2 separate regions of the Rattus norvegicus genome follow, and region 2 is linked to region 1. Evidence: chromatin contacts called from public Hi-C data. All regions are on one chromosome and are shown on one strand. The core of a region is the stretch at or near the end of the contact, and the rest is flanking DNA. Distances in the headings are between cores, read along the strand shown. Region 1 overlaps Nhsl2 (NHS-like 2). Region 2 holds the start of Ercc6l (ERCC excision repair 6 like, spindle assembly checkpoint helicase).

Evidence for each region. Hi-C and Micro-C count contacts between places; a contact is called where the count stands out from the background.
Region 2: a contact with region 1 is called in a Hi-C map of Schwann cells, with 2.6 times the contacts expected there. The contact joins the promoter of Ercc6l here to the enhancer-like site in region 1.

What each region holds. Positions count from the first base shown.
Region 1 is chrX:71,112,792-71,115,667 of GRCr8, forward strand. The region is part of intron 2 of Nhsl2 (NHS-like 2); the gene reads left to right. Among named protein-coding and RNA genes, the nearest start is that of Nhsl2, 100 kb to the left of the region's middle. Within about 2 kb of position 1,465, at least 28 of the 93 cell types and tissues checked have an H3K27ac peak or open chromatin away from gene starts, as enhancers often do. A contact at or near this core is called in Schwann cells, where this site is marked.
Region 2 is chrX:71,299,821-71,302,696 of GRCr8, forward strand. Ercc6l (ERCC excision repair 6 like, spindle assembly checkpoint helicase) reads right to left here and starts at 1,366. Exons shown (of 2, transcript NM_001098674.1): 1 at 1,230-1,366. The coding sequence starts at 1,297. It overlaps LOC134484080 (a long non-coding RNA gene), which reads left to right and starts at 1,308. Exons shown (of 2, transcript XR_010061429.1): 1 at 1,308-1,650.

The sequences.
Region 1 (2,876 bases), core at 215-2,714:
ACAGCCCCAGCCTGAGCCAAGCATCAAGGTCCAAATGAACCAAGAGGCTCTCTCAGGTGCAAACCTTAGGTCTACAAAGACTGTCAGCATCATGGAAGCAGTTGTTAGCTATGGCTTTTCACACTTTCCCCAGAGGGGACAGTGGGACCTGGGTTATGGTTTCTTTGACTTCCACAAATGCTGTCTGGGCAAGCAGCTCTGCGCCTACCTATATTCCCTTCAGCCCACAGGATAGGCACTGCCCTCACACATCTGGATTCTCTTCTGTACATTTATTGTCTCCAAAGCAGAGGCGGGACCTTAGCTTCAGGCTGTGCTCTGTTTTACTTACAATCTAAGAAAACAAGCAATATATCACTAATAAAGAAAATAAAACCAGCAGTGGCAGACACCAGAGACAGGCACAAAGGTGATGTGGACTTTAACTGTATAACTTTTTGATCTACCAGTAAACCCTCCTAACCCCAGAGCCATAGCCAATCATTCAACTGCACACCCTACCAAGGTTCCAGGGTTATCTTAGCTGCCTCTCTCCCCCATATGTTCCAATTTCTGGTACACATTACTAATTCACAGGTCCTGCCCCTGTCCCCTGCTCCGTTTTGTTTTGTTTTGTTTTGGAAACAGTCTCACTATTCTCAACTACTTAGCTTTGGCATCCTGTAACTCACTATGTGGAGCAAGTTGGCCTCGAACCCACGGAAATCTGCCTGCCTCCATCTCCCGAGTGCTAGAACTAAAGGCATGTGTCACTATGCCCAGCTCTGTGTCCCCACTCCTTAACTCAAAACATTTCACACACTCAAACCCCACACCTGTCTGCCTTTCTCATTAAGAGCTATTTTACAGCTTTTATTTTTGAAATGGTAAATGTTTGCTATAATGCTCGAATTTCAAAGTCCTTTATGACATCATCGTCTAAGTGACCCTTCCTGAATGTGTCTGGTGTGTGTGAGGGGGGGAGGGGGCGCAATTTGATGCTGTCGAAAGCCCATCTCGCCGTGAACTTTGGAGTCACGCTCACAGAGTCATATAGCCCCTCCCCTACTCCTTAACGCCCCCATCTTCCTCTGGTCCCTATTAGAAGTTGTAATGAATTGACGCGCGGGGTGGGGGGAGAGGGGGTCGTATGGCATTGGAGGTGACAAGTGCTTCCAGCATTGGAAACACGAATAATGCTGGGCTTCACGCAGGACTGGGCAGGGAGGGCAGAGCAGGTTCCGTCAGGACCATGTCCCCCGGCTGGTTTGCGTGAGCAGAGCAGCTCTGTGCAGCTCCGCGCGTCACCAGGCGCGTGCGGAGGCGGCAAGAGCGGCGGGCGGTGAGTCATGGTCCCCGCGCACCTCCGGAACTGGAGGCTGCTTGGCGGGGCACCGCCCCCGCATAGCTCCCCGCTCCTCCCCGCTCCTGGGGGCGGACGGACGGCATCAAGGCCCGATGCTGGGCGGTAGAGGGCGCTGCTGTTCAGCTGCTGGCAAGCCAAACCAAGAAGTCTGGAGCTGCTTCTGGCTGGGCGGGATGAACAGCGGCACAGAGGTGGGGCGAGTCGGGGAATGAACGTCAGTGCAGCCTAGACGTTTTTTAAGAGAAAGGAAGTGCACTTCAGAATGATTCATCCCTGCACAGAGAGATGGGGCAGTGGATCCTCCCCACCCCCACCCCCAGCCCCGCAGAAGAATGTCTTTCTTGCTTGGCCCAAGCTGTCTAATGTTGGCAGCATTGTCCTCTCCTCAGAGAGGGTCCCTGATAGAGCGGGTTACCCCTTCAAAATGGATCTACCCAGGGGACCTAGCCAGCAACCTTCTTTCCTCTGATGATTGCCACTTGAGGAAATGGCCTAAGATTTGAGCTGGCAGTAATGCAGGGCAAGAGAAAGTGCTCTACTTACTGGGGACCAAAGTTTCACTGTTGTTTTTTTTTTTGTCTTGAAATTGCTGTGTGTGTGTGTGTGTGTGTGTGTGTGTGTGTGTGTGTGTCCGTCCTTGAACTTTTGCTCAGGGCTAGATAAGTGCTATTTAACTGAGCAGCATCCCCAACCCCAAGCTTAAGCTCCATCATTCATTCATTCATTCATTCATTCATTCATGCATTCATTCTGAAAATCTTCACTATTTTCGGAAAGCCAGTCACAGTGCAGAGAAGGGAGCAAGCCAAATGTTTGAACAGCGCTATGCTTGACACAAGGCACCTAAGTAAATACATGCAAGGACTTCACGATGCACCCTGGGACAGAGTCGTTTTGGTCGCTGATGCATTCTGGGGGGGGGGGGCATACAACGGTTACTGACACACAATAGACACTCTTGTCCAGTGAATGCTAGAGAAGTCCAGGAGACTGCATGGAACCCAGAGGAGTCCAGGATGAAGACGTTGTTAGCCGGTCAGATAAGGGCCAGATGGCGAACAGCACAGACAGAAAAGAGCCTCCGCAAAGTACAGAGCTCTCTGTCCTCACCTCCCTGTGCCTCACTTCCCTCATTCAAGGAGAAGACCAGAGAGATGGCTCTGCAATCTAAGGTTGCTTCCAGCAGTGAGCCCAAGTATGTAGGTTAGGGCCAGACCGAGCTTTTCAGCCTTTCAGCCAGGGAGGCTAAGGTTTTGACCTCTGGCTTAGCGCATCTTCAGATTACAAGCTTGCCTAGTTTCCCTGCTCCTCCCTCCCCTCACTGTCTTCCCTCAAACTCCCACAGAATAAATTATCTGTGGCATGAAAGTCTGTGCTTGGGTTTTGCCATGAGGTTTATTTTTTGTATTAATTTATGTTTCAAAATAAAGTCTTTGTTATTTACAGATTTTTATACTAGCACGATTTTGTTGTAGGAAAACAAGTCAGCACTTTTGTGCTAAGAATAAAATAAAAAAAAATCCAACCATAA
Region 2 (2,876 bases), core at 116-2,615, 190 kb after region 1:
TTCTCATTTTTATCTAAGAGGAGGGAAAGCTCCTTAGAATACTGGCAGCTCTGTCTACTGCCGACACTGACTGATCTTTAATTCAGTGGGACATGGGGTTCCACACCTGTAATTCCATCACTATGGGGCCTGAGAGAGAAGGATGGAGAGAGTTCAAGAGCAGCCTGGGCTTAACATAGTAAGAACCTGCCTCAAAAAACAAATCCATGCCTGGTGGTGATGGCACTAGCCTTTAATTCCAGAACTGGGCAAAAGTTAGTGGCATGCGGATCTCTGAGTTCAAGGCCAGCCAGGCATAGAGAAACCTTGTCTCGAAGAAAATAACCAAAACTACAAGTCAACAACATAAACCTACATACTGTAGAGATGACTCTGTAGCTAGGAGCACTGGCTGCTGGTTCTTCCTGAGGACCCTGGTTCAATTCCCAGCACCCACATGGTGGCTCACAACCCTCTTTATCTCCAGTCCCAGGATGCCACACACCCTATTATAGATGTGTTCTTTTTCTCTCTACACATGAGTGGTTCTGAGCAATCTTTCATGTGCCTGTTTGCCATTATTAGTATGTTTTTAAGAGAAGTGCCTACAAATCTTTTGCTTATCTTATGTAGATTTATAAAATTAATTTGTTTTCATTTTATATGCATGGGTGTTCTGCCTGCATGTATGTGAGTGCACCACATAGGTACATGTGATAGCCAGAAGAGAGCACAGGATCCTGTACGATTGTGCTAAGCTCAACTTAGCCAACTGGTAAAAGCATATTCATTCACAGAGCTTAACGGTTCCTATAAGAGCATATGTCTTCCCTTCGTTCACTGACCATTATAATTGGCCATCCTTCCCTTTAATGCCAACATTCTGGCCAGGAAATGAAGCATCTTACAGCATCCATCATACACTATAAAGTATTTCTTCTACAGATCCCATTTCCACTATCCGATTGCTAACAGCTTGGGGACTACTTTTCCTCTTTTTCGCCCAGGTCTAACGGTTGGCAAATTAGACTCAAAGACTCCATCAGTTAATTGAAATTCAGGCTCTTAAAGAGTTCATACTCGAGTTATTTGACTAATAGTTATCTGACTGGCGCGTAGGGGCAGAGGAGCTCCCCGAATTAGAAATCTGGTCAAATCCACAAACAGTTCTTAGGGGGAGGTGGGAGCCATTCCACCTAAACCCCAGGCCAGGGACTGCAAACTAGACCCGTCCGGGGACCCAAGCATACCTCAGGTAACTCTCAGCCAGTTGTGGGCTCAAAGTCCCCACTTCCGCTAAACCTTGGGAAGCCTCCATGGCCCAGGAAACTAGAAAGCCAAGGAAACCGGATTCTCCAAGTCGCGCTTGAATTTCGCTCGCTCCCGCCTTACCCAGGCTGGGCGTAGGAACTAGACCGGTAGAACCAACCGCCTGCCGCGAGGCTGGCCAATCCCGGATCTGGTGCTCGAGCGCTGTTTCCTGAGCCCCGCCCAGGAAGGTCTTGCGCCTGCGCAGTTGAGTATTGGCTCTCGCTTGCTACCTTAGCTAGTGTGGCCCTTCATTTTGAGCTGCTGAATCATGTGACCGGTGTTGATTTCACTCCCAGGCTAACCGCGCGGCGATGAGTGTGAATGTTTGAGTACTGAGAGCGAGGGAAAGGAGTTGAGAGAGTGAGTAAAATGCGCGCGTGTTTCTCTTGTCCTTGTGAGTGGAGGCTATCTTATTGTAATGGCCCATAGAGGTCTCCATTGCCCCTTTTCCTCCCCGCCAGTGCTTGGCACTGAACAAACTTTGAATTCACAGACATAGAGGTGCAGTCCTGCAACCTAAAGCTGACACTGAAGAAAGGTTTTCAAAGACAAAGCCTAAGCCGCTCGTGGTGGTACACACCTCTGATAGCAGTGTTTAGGAGGCAGAGGCAGGAGGATCTCAAGACCCAGCTCTCTCTCTCTCTCTCTCTCTCTCTCTCTCTCTCTCTCTCTCTCTCACACACACAGAGAGAGAGAGAGAGAGAGAGAGAGAGAGAGAGAGAGAGAGAGAGAGAGAGACCCTTATTTACACAGTACTAAACAGATTCAGCAGGTTTTCTATAGAAGAGGTTATGTATTTGAGAGGTTAGAAGGAATGGAAATCTTGTTAACACAGTACTCATATATGAAATCCTGAAGAATTTTCAATGTAAAAAAAAATAATAGCTGGATTTGGCGGCACAAGCCTGTTAGGTTTTAGATAAGGGACAAATGGCTGAGGTGCATATATAACATACCAAAGTGGGCCTGGCCCCTAGGTTTTCCCAACATCCTTCAGTCCTTGTTAAAGGACATGACTGGCAAACCCCACCCTCTACACTGAACTTTCCAACCCAGGGGCTGGGCCACCCAGCGGCTCTTCATTATGTAATTCAGACATTTTTTTCCCCTCTTTTCTCTCTACATGCCTGCTTTCTCTTTTTTTCTCTTCTCTTCTCTGTCTACCTTTCCTTGGTGACTTTACTGACCCCCTTCTGTGTGGTGAGTGAACTTGCCTAAAAGCTGCCCCCAATACACCTGCCTTTATAATTTAATTTGACTTGAATTGGCTCATTTCATCAATGGAGGTACCTTATCAAAGCCTAGGGTTCCAGCACCTTTGAGATGGAAACAGAAGGATTACAAATTCAAAATCCGTGGTTCAAGCCATCCCAAGCATCTTATTGAGACCCTGTGAGTGCTGGGGCTATATACCTCAGTAGTAGAGGTATTAGCTCTGTGAGTCTCTGGGGTTCTTAGTTTTGTAAGGATAAACAAATAAACACAATTATAATGTGCTCACCCCTTCAGAAGTTCTAGTTAAGATGCAGTCATTTTCAAAGGCAAAGCTCAGGCCTTAGAGAAATAGGAAAGACGGATACAAAAGA